Regions from separate parts of the Pan troglodytes genome. Here region 2 is linked to region 1. Evidence: chromatin contacts called from public HiChIP or PLAC-seq data. All regions are on one chromosome and are shown on one strand. Each heading gives the region's core, a stretch centred on a gene start, on an enhancer-like site or on the middle of the called end of the contact. The rest is flanking DNA. Distances are from core to core; before and after follow the strand shown. Region 1 holds the start of FNBP1 (formin binding protein 1). Region 2 holds the start of C9H9orf78 (chromosome 9 C9orf78 homolog).

Region 1 (5,114 bases), core at 1,003-3,502:
TGGCCAACATGGTGAAACCCCATCTCTAGCAAAAATACAAAAATTAGCTGAGCATACTGGCGCACACCTGTGGTCCCAGCTAGGGAGGCTGAGGCATGAGACTCCCTTGAACTGGGAGGTGGAGACTACAGTGAACAGATGTCACACCACTGCACTCAGTCCTGGGCAACAGTGTCTCTGTCTCAAAAAAAAAAAGGAGAGAAAATAGAAAAATAAAATGTACTTGACTAAGAGAGTAAGGCTAAAAGCCAAGCTTAGGAGATCAGTCTTTCCAGCCCCTGCAGGCTTTTTCAGTCAATACCTTAAAGTGTAACGTCCCTTTGAAAATGTTGCCAGGAGAAGCAGGCATAACTTGTTCTGTTACTCAACCTGTCTGTTTCCAGTCACAGCATAATGATTATGCAAATAATCTTTTCTTGAAACTATGAAATCACATGGCTAAATGTAATTGTCAAGGCAGCAGTTTTCTCAGAATTTAAGAAGTAACTGTAGAGAAAATGCTCCACAATGTCTTTGTAGTCAGTTTTCCCTCATTCTTATTCCTCTCAATTCCCAAATAATGACTGGCACAATACAGCTTTCAAATATGTGAAAGAAGATATCCTCTTAAACCCCTGGACAGACAGCACTGGTATGACCCTATGTAGGTCACATGATAATACCCAAGTATAGAGAAGCAAGGAATCCTATGAACCCAGTTTTAAGCCCTTATAAAACTGTTGTCCAGAAACTAAGACAAAAGTCTCCTATTTAAAACTATTTTAATGTTTCATCACTATTGTATTATAAAATGGGATTAAGATTCTTACCTGATTTTTTTTTATTGAGACAGAGTCTCACTCTGTCACCCAGGCTGGAGTGCAGTGGCATGATCTTGGCTTACTGAAACCTCCGCCTCCCAGGTTCAAGTGATTCTCCTGCCTCAGCCTCCCCAGTAGCTGGGACTACAGGCGCGCGGCCGTGATGCCCCGCTAATTTTTATATTTTTAGTAGAGACGAGGTTTCGCCATGTTGCCCAGGCTGGTCCCGAACAACTGACTTTCAAGTGATCCGCTCGCCTCGGCCTTCCAAAGTGCTGGGATTCAGGCGCGAATCACCACCCTGCCAGGCCTCATTTCGTTTTTAGTACAGTATTATATTCAAATTTAAAACCAGAGATTTTCAAAGATGACACTTAACTTTAAAAGATAAAAAGTACTCCAAAGCAGGTTGGGCGCAGTGGCTCACGCCTGTAATCCCAGCACTTTGGGAGGCCGAGGCGGGAGAATAACTTGAGGTCAGGAGTTCGAGACCAGCCTGGCCAACATGGGAGAAACCCCGTGTCTACTAAAAATACAAAAATTAGCCGGGCGTGGTGGCGCAGGCCTGTAATTCTAGTTACTCCGGAGGCTGAGGCAGGAGAATCGCTTGAACCCGGAAGGCGGAGGTTGCAGTGAGCTGAGATCGTGCCATTGCACTCCAGCCTGGGTGACAAGAGCTAGACTCCGTCTCAAAAAAAAGAAGTTCCTATAATTTCTAAAAGAAGCAAAGAAAGTTTCCATACAGAATTAAGAGAAAAATGTTAAGACCCAGACTTGGGGTTGGATGAAATAGCATGAGGCAACAGAACACAGGAGTTAAGAGCTTCCGTGTGATTCCCAGCTCAAGCTGGAGCAAATGACTTATTTCTCAGAGCCTCAGTTTGCTTACCTGTAAAGTAGGAATAATGATAATACGTACCTCCTAGCTCATCAAATTGTTCCAAAAATTAAATACAACAAAAGGCCTAACAAATTGCCTCATAAGGGCTCAATCAATCGTATTATTGCAACCATTTCGCTTGTATTTGAGTGTGAAGCGCCTAGAAAACCACAGGACCCCTACGGCGAGCCGGGAATTTTTAGATATTTTCCTCCGAGTCAACGCTCAGTGAAATCAGTTCAATCAGTGGCCCGACACCGTGCGGCTGACACAGCTTACCCCCGACCCTGAGGTCAGGGGTCCCCGGAGCCCAAGGTCGCTTCCAAAGCTCAGCGAGGCGGAGGTGCGGCCCGGGCTGGTCTGGTTCGGCCACCGTTGTTATGGCAACCGCCAATAGGTTGGCTTCATCTCTAACTGAAAGTCTGCACAGGAGGGGCCGATCGAAGGGCCCCGAAGTGGGCAGCACAGGCTCCTCGACGACTTCCTAGGTCGCAATCTCCAGGAAAACGACCACAGGGTCAGCGGAGCTAGCCGCCGAGCCCCGCTCCCTGGGCCCTTCCGGCGGCTGCGCCCTTTCACCCCGGAAGTGGGCGGGAGAGGAAGCGGCTGGTGATGCTGGAACAAACATGGCCGCTCTGGCGCCCGTCGGCTCCCCCGCCTCCCGCGGTCCTAGGCTGGCCGCGGGCCTCCGGCTGCTCCCAATGCTGGGTTTGCTGCAGTTGCTGGCCGAGCCTGGCCTGGGCCGCGTCCATCACCTGGCACTCAAGGTAAAGCTTGGCAAGGCCGGGCCGGGGGGCGGAGGCCGAGGCCACTCCCCCGGGTTTTAGGGCAACTTTGGCCCATTGGGGACCTCTGAGCCACTGAACCACTTCTTTGCCCCTGGCTGCGGCCTTTCACTGACAGGTGGCGGGGTCTGTGGGGAAGGCGGGTCTGGGCGGCGCTGGGGTCCTCGGGCTGACCGGCACGGGGCGGGAAGACTCGAGCTGAGGGAGGGGAAGGGGCTGAACTGTGGCGTTGCCCCCACGGACTCGGGAGGCTGCTCTTAAATCCCTGCTGGCTTGCCTGAATATCCTCACTCAGGGCAGCCCGATCGCTTTTCTCCTTTCTCCCCTCCAGCTTTTATGCTGGCTTTCCTTGTCCGCGGTCTGCGCTCTTCCGTGCCCTTGTACTGTACCGGCGGTTTGAAGGTACTTGGAACCTTAGCCTCAGTTTCCCATTTCGGTTTAGGGCGCTCTCTGGAGCGAGGCTCTTCAGAAGGAATTTCAAATCTTGCTTAAAACACGTGACTGAGAATGTAAAGCCAGCATTAAGATGTGTCTCTAATCAAAGGGCCTGCTTTTTCTTCCTCTATCCAGCCATTGTCTAGGGAAGAGAGATTTTTGATAAACCTAGAATGATACCCTGGATCTTGTTTTGTAACTAGCAGAGAAAAGACCTCTAAGGCTGAAACGCACCCTAAGGTGGTTCAGCAGTTTACTATATCTTGGAAATTGTCCAGGTGCTGTGGCTCATGCCTGTAATCCCAACACTGGGAGGCCTATGCAGGAGGATTGTTTGAGCCCAGGAGTTCGAGACCAGCCTAGTCAACGTGCTAAGGACCCCCCCTCCCCAAACCTGTCTCTACAAAAAATTAAAAATTAACCAGGTGTGGTGGCAAACGCCTGCAGCTTCTGGGGAGGCTGAGGCTGGAGGATCACTTGAGCCTAGGAGGTTGAGACTGCAGTGAGCCGTGATTACTCATTGCATTCCAGCCTGAGGAACAGAGCAAGACCCTTTCTCAAAACATATAAACAAAATTAGAGACATAGAAAAGTAAATTGTTATGACCCAAACTCTTGTACATTATTTTCATACCATACAGTCTTCTAAGAAGTGGAACTGTAGGCGGGGCGCAGTGGCTCACGCCTGTAATCCTAGCACTTTGGGAGGCCGAGGCAGGCAGATCACGAGGTCAGGAGATCGAGACCATCCTGGCTAGCACGGTGAAACCCTGTCTCTACTAAAAAAAAAAAAAAATTAGCCAGGCGTGGTGGCGGGCGCCTGTAGTCCTAGCTACTCGGGAGGCTAAGGCAGGAGAATGGCGTGAACCTGGGAGGCGCTTGTAGTCCCAGCTACTCGGGAGACTGAGGCAGGAGAATGGCGTGAACCCGGGAGGCGGAGCTTGCAGTGAGCCGAGATCCCGCCACTGCACTCCAGCCTGGGCAACAGCACGAGACTCCGTCTCAAAAAAAAAAAAAAAAAAGAAGTGGAACTGTAGAAAGTTTGTCTTGTAAAAACACATTGTTTTAGCAAACTATGAAGCATTGTATTTTGTTAATGTAGAATTTAAAGAATACAGAATGAAATTAAAAGCCTGGCTTGACTGGGCGCGGTGGCTCACACCTATAATCCTAGCACTTTGGGAGGCCGAGGTGGGCGGATCACCTGAGGTCAGGAGTTCGAGACCAGCCTGGCCAACATGGCAAAACCCCTCTCTACTAAAAATACAAATATTAGACGGGCGTGGTGGCACATGCCTGTAGTCCCAGCTACTTGGGAGGCTGAGACAGGATAATTGCTTGAACCCGGGAGGCTGAGATTGCAGTGAGCAGAGATCGTTGTGCCACTGCACTCCAGTCTGGGCGAAAGAACTATACTCTGTCTCAAATAAATAAATAAATAAATAAATGCAAGCCTGACTGGATCCATACAACCATACTTTTTGGTAACAACTTTTGTTGTTCATAGGTAAAAATTATCCTGATTAAAATGGTTCAATCACAGGGGTGGGGGTGGGGCAAGTGAATTTTGACTCTTTGAGAATCTGTTGAGAGCTATAGAACCTCTCTCCAGAAAAGTGCATGTAGAAATGTAGACAAAACTTGGCCGGGCATGGTGGCTCACACCTGTAATCCCAACACTTTCAGAGGCTGAGGTGGGTGGATCACTTGAGGTGAGGAGTTTGAGACCAGCTTGGCCAACATTGTGAAATCACATCTCTACTAAAAACACAAAAATTAGCCAGGCGTGGTGGCAGGTGCCTGTAATCCCAGCTACTCAGGGGGCTGAGGCAGGAGAATCGCTTGGACCCAGGAGTAGGAAGTTGCAGTGAGCCGAGATCGAGCCCCCGTACTCCAGCCTGGGCGACAGAGCAAGACTCCGTCTCAAAATAAAGAAATAAATAAAATAAAATAAACATCCGAAGTCAGGGGTGTCCAATCTTTTGGCTTCCCAGGGCCGCACTGGAAGATGAAAAGTTGTTTTGGGTCACACATAAAATAGACTAACAGTAACCATAGCAGATAAGCTTAAAAAAATTGCAAAAAAATCTCGTAATGTTTTAAGAAAGTTCACAAATTTGGCTGGGCGCAGTGGCTCACGCCTGTAATCCCAGCACTTTGGGAGGCTGAGGTGGGCGGATCACAGGGTCAGGAGATCGAGACCATCCTGGCTAA
Region 2 (5,114 bases), core at 655-3,154, 220 kb before region 1:
CAGCTCTCTGAGGGAACCTAGACCCAGGCAGCGGCTAAAGGTGAATTTGCATCTAAGCTTGTCCTGCACTTACTTATCTTTGCCCCTTTCCTTCAGTTTCTTCATATCCACCATACCACCTGTCTTCATCTGAAAGGGATCATCCTGCAGAAAGCAAACACAGTTAAGAGGAAGCATCTAAATACATGGTAGTGGAATTTTTTTTTTTGTAAAGCACGCTCACTCACTGAAGAGCACTGCAGGGAGGGCTGCCATAACTACTCAGGGAAGACCCCATAACTTACCACTAGAGTGGTCTCCTCTTGTACCTTCTCTCCCACCAGCAAGGCCACAGCACTGAGCAAAACCAAAAAAAAAAGGAGAGGGGGAGAGAGAAATGGCATAATTCAGAGATAAGGAGGAATCCTCTCAGGTATGCGGATTGCAACATTAGTGCAAGGGTGGGATTTGAGGGGTGGGTAGGCAAGCCGGCTGGAAAAGCCTGTAAGCATAAGACAGGGCTCAACGAGCACCGCAGATGCTGGAAGAAGGGTGCGCTGGTGGTGAAGTGGTACACTTTCCCACTTTCCTGTAAAGCCATTTGGCATTATCTTGGCTTGGAAATCTCATTTCTAAGATATTCTCATCATGGAAAGTGCAGCTAAAGATAAATTTAAGAGAATATCCACTGCAGCCTTATTTGATAGTACAAATTTACAAAATCACCTACATGTCCCAAAATAGGGGATTTGTTAACAAATTACAATACACACATCTGGTGGAATATTATGCAGCCATTAAGAAGGCTTTCTGAAAAATATTCCACAATATGGGTGAATGCCCACAATGTCATAATGAGTTGAAAAGAACAGGAAATAAAAGTACATAGAAAGATGTTCACAATCTGAGAGAGAGAGAGGAAAAAAAAACAGATTGGAAAGAGTATTAAATATTAATACCAGTGCATTCTTGGGTGGCTCTGCAAGGAAAAAAAATGTTAACACTGATCATTTCCGGATGGGAGAATTATGGGTGCTTTTTATCATGTTGACTATACTTCTCTAAATTATACAAACTCTTAACGATCGATATGCATTTCACAATTAATTGGTTTTAATAAAAAACGCGAGTTAGTGATCTGTTTCTGTATCTCTGGAGCACACCCCGAGACGACACAGCTCAGGGCATGTCCTGGTTAAACATGTGCAAAGAACGCTGTTCTCCAAGTTGGGCAGTGGAAGGTGTACAGTATGTCAAGAGAAAAATCTACGTCTGAGGAGATATTTGTGACAGCGACCCGGACGCGGATGTGTCTGTCGTCCCCGCCGCCGCCTCCTCCTCCCCGCGTGGTACCCACCTCACCCCGTTGGGCCTCTTCCTCAAGTTCTGTACCTCTCTGGTCTCTTCCAGTTTTAATCTTTAAAAAGAAGAAGAAGAAGAAGCAATGCATAAGCTGAGTGATTCCCCGCGGAATCCAAAGCTAACAGAGCCAATAAGGCACCTTCGAGGGCATCCCAGCCCAGCTACTGAGCCACCAGCACAGTGGTCCAGAGGACGACCTTGTGCCTAGACCCACCGGGAGTCAGAGCCACTGCGCATCCCGGAGGCATCTCTCTCAACCGTTCGAGCTTGGGGCGGTGGCCTCACCCCTTGAGCCTCAATTTCTGCGTCCGCAGAAGGAACCACCACCCGAGCTCACAGTTAACAATGTCAGCGAAGCGCCGAGCCGGTGGTGAGTCCCCCAAACAAGTCTATCTTTACCAAGCCTATGGGATCCCCGCCCCAAACGCACCGAACCTCCTCTGAGTCCTGCTCATCTTCCTCTGACTCCGAGTCGCCCCGGCGGCGACGGAAAATCTTCCGGACGACCGGCATGGTGACAACGGCCCAGTTGTACAGCCGCCGCGCCTCTGCGCAGCGGCCCAGGCTGCTTCCGGCGCGCGGCAGAGCGGTCAGAGCGCCTGCCCCGTCTGGCCCCGCCCCCGGCACGCACAGCCCGCGTGGCCACGCCCCCTCTCCTGGCGTCAGCCTCTTCCGATTGGACGGTAGAGGGAAGGAGGTGGGGCGTCGCCCGAAGGCCCCACAACCCTGCGCGGCGCCTCAGAGGGGGCGCGCTTGACTGACAGGCGGCGGCGGCGCAGTTGCGAGCGCAGGTGAGTTCCGGGCCGCCACCGGCTGCTTCTGTGGGCCGGGCCTCTCAGAGCATTGGCGACCCCAGCCCGGCTCCGGGCTGACAGGGCCTGGCCTCGCCAGGTACGTCAGACGCAGCGGCCCGGTGAGCGGAGCCCGGGACCCCCCCCCGGCCGCCGCCGCCCCTCTCCCCTCCTCCGGTCGGCGCCCAGGGGGGCCTCTGGGCCCCAGCACCCCACTCTGAGCTCCCTGGGGGCTCGTGGCTTCTCCAGAACCGGGGCCGCCCCCCTCTCATTTCTGCCGGGGCCTGACCTAGCGTTGAAAGCATCCGCGTGGCGTCTCGCGTCTCGGGCGCTGACTTTTCTTTCCTCGGGCTCTGAGCCCTGACGTGCGTTTTTTTCTTTCGGAACAAAAGATGACCACTTCCCTGCGGTGTTGACTTAGAGTCCCAGCGCCGACTGCCTCACAAATAATGGCCCCCAGCTTCTCCGCGAGGAGAGGCGCGTCTGATGTTTTGAAGCCACGCAGGAGGGTTTGAGCCGGGGGACTCCTCCTCGGTGCTTGCCGGCCACCCCCCTGGACCTTCACGGGTCTGGTTTTCCTCCTTCGGCAGGTCAGTCGCTCTACCGTCTGCCCCTTCCACCCCGAAGATGCTGTGAGGATAAAGTTTATTTGAAAAACGGGTATCAGCAAACGCTTAGGAAATACCTAAATGCATAAATAATGGCTTCTAGGACTTTTAAGAACCCCTTAAGTAACAGTAGTTTTCCTTTTCTCAGTGTCATCCCTTACTTTGAGAACTACCTCTTATTAAGCAGTTACTATGTGGCAGGCCCTGGGCAAAGCATCATCTCATTGAATTCTCCCAGCAATCCTTTGAGGTAGATTGTTTTTCGTTTTACAAACGAGAATGCGGAGTCTCCGAGGGGCAGTGCACGCCTCAAGTTACCCAGCTAGGAGGTGGAACAGGAATTGGTTGCAGGTCAGTCTCTGCCGCACGGTTTGCACAGGGCCTGGCACGGTAGGAGTGCAGTAGATGTTTGCTGCTGCTGCAGCTGCTGTTACATCTCATTGGCTAGGGGGAAGGGCCGATGGGGGCTGTCTGGGGTTCCCCTTTCTGGAAGACCATTCCGAAGCAGGGCAGCATTTCTAGAATGCCTTACGTTTTCTCTGGAACAGTCTCCACTGAGATTGTTCTTCTCTTCCTTGGGCTGGAAAAAATAGTAGACTCGGGACTTCTTGCACCAGCGTTTTATCTTTGGTCAAAAGCCATATATTAAAGTCTCAAAGTCTTGCCCTCTGCAGACTGGTTCAGCCAAACCCAGATGCACGTGCACTCACTGGATGCGGAGTCCCTGTCAGATGATGGAGAGGCTCCTTGGGAATTGCTGCAGGAGTCCAGGGGGTCAACGTCTGCAGCTCTCACGCTCTCAGAGGTGGCTCTGAATCTGCGCATCAAGCAGCCCATCCACCAGGGGGTACTGGACACTACTAAGGAAAGGGCAAGAAGGCCAGGGGCATTTCTGGACCCTCCTCCTCAGCTGAAGTCCCAGGGTACAGATGAGCTGCTCCCACCCTTGCTCCATGAGGCCAGAGGACCCAGTGATAACCACCACCTGTGCTGTGGCAGATCTAATTGAGTGCTGTTTAGCAAAAGGAATGCTGAAAAAGTGGCAGCTATGAATCTGGCAGTAAGTGGCTTTGCCAAGAGACTGCAGCCCAAGTCTCACTGGGCCCTTTTAAGCGTAGGATGAGACTGTCTCTCAAAAGGACCCTCCCAGAAATACAGGTTCTATGCAGTTCAAAGATGAATCCAAGCTCTTAGTCTTGTTTGGGAGTTCAGTTGTTTTAAGAAAATGTACAGATTCAACCTAGGTTTTGGTTGGTTTCCTAGCTCCTTTCTGGAGCCAGATGAAATGTTGGCTTGTTTCAGGGTTCAGGGAGCATTCATGTCCGATTGGATTTGGGATCCAGCAACGTGATACAGTTCACAGCCCAGCTATAGTCGGCATCCAATAAATGTATTTATTGGATCAATGTATTCAACAGATTCTTAGCATTTACTGTATGAAGCAGGCACTGTTCTAAGTGCTTGAAATAAGTCAGCAAAAGAGACAAAAGATCCCTGATTAGTTGAGTGTATGTTCTCACAGTAAAGTATGTAAAGTGTGTTAGAAGATGGTAAGTGCTGTGGAAAAGAAACAAATAGAGCAAGACAAGGGAATCACCTCCGGGAGGGTGGCAAGGTTGAGTTGCAAATTAAAATGAGCGCATTCTGGTTTGGGACTTGGTTGGAAACATGACAGATAAAGCAGTGGATTGAATGACAGGCCTTGGGTTCCAGTCACTGCCTGGTGGTTTTAGGGGTCTGTAAGCTTGAACTTTATTTTACAAAAGCTTTTATTTAGAGTGTACACCCTGAACTCAAGTCCTGATTGTGGGGTATTTAACAGTGATGAAAGAGCCAGGCTGTTCTTAGCCTTTTACCTTAGCAAGACAAACAGTATCCAACTGGTTCTCATTAGCATGAAGGAGGAAACTTGGAGAAGCCATGCACGTTGACAACAATTTTTTTTTTTTTTTTTTTTGAGACGGAGTCTCACTCAGTTGCCTAGGCTGGAGTGCAGTGGTGCGATCTTGGCTCACTCCAACCTCCGCCTCCCAGGTTCAAGTGATTCTCCTGCCTCAGCCTCCTGAGTAGCTGGGATTACAGGCGCCCACCACCACACCTGGCTAATTTATGTATTTTTAGTAGAGACGGGGTTTCACCATGTTGGCCAGGCTGGTCTCGAATTCCTAACCTTGAGTGATCCGCCCGCCTCAGCCTCCCAAAGTGCTGGGATTACAGGTGTGAGCCACTGTGCCCGGCCAACAACAAATATTTAAAGGCAGGAAAGTGGCAGTGCTCTTTGGCTCCAGTGAGCAGTCATGGCTCAATAAATAGAAATTTCAGGAGAGCCAATTTCCATTGATTATAAAGACTTAGGTTTGAAGCAACTAGAGCT

What was found. HiChIP or PLAC-seq counts read pairs in DNA pulled down with a chosen protein or histone mark.
Region 2: an H3K4me3 HiChIP or PLAC-seq map of stem cell-derived excitatory neurons shows a contact between it and region 1, with 2.5 times the contacts expected there. The contact joins the promoter of C9H9orf78 here to the promoter of FNBP1 in region 1. A contact is called at or near these places in 1 of 7 Hi-C or Micro-C datasets (stem cell-derived neural progenitor cells) and 1 of 1 datasets of contacts at active chromatin or transcription factors (stem cell-derived excitatory neurons).

What each region holds. Positions count from the first base shown.
Region 1 is chr11:8,397,666-8,402,779 of NHGRI_mPanTro3-v2.0_pri, reverse strand. It overlaps FNBP1 (formin binding protein 1), which reads right to left and starts at 2,252. Exons shown (of 16, transcript XM_063788176.1): 1 at 1,720-2,252. It overlaps GPR107 (G protein-coupled receptor 107), which reads left to right and starts at 2,238. Exons shown (of 18, transcript XM_009457495.5): 1 at 2,238-2,447. The coding sequence starts at 2,307.
Region 2 is chr11:8,617,102-8,622,215 of NHGRI_mPanTro3-v2.0_pri, reverse strand. It overlaps C9H9orf78 (chromosome 9 C9orf78 homolog), which reads right to left and starts at 1,904. Exons shown (of 9, transcript XM_520311.8): 1 at 1,772-1,904; 2 at 1,337-1,396; 3 at 285-336; 4 at 74-144. The coding sequence starts at 1,854. USP20 (ubiquitin specific peptidase 20) reads left to right here and starts at 1,980. Exons shown (of 26, transcript XM_520313.8): 1 at 1,980-2,132.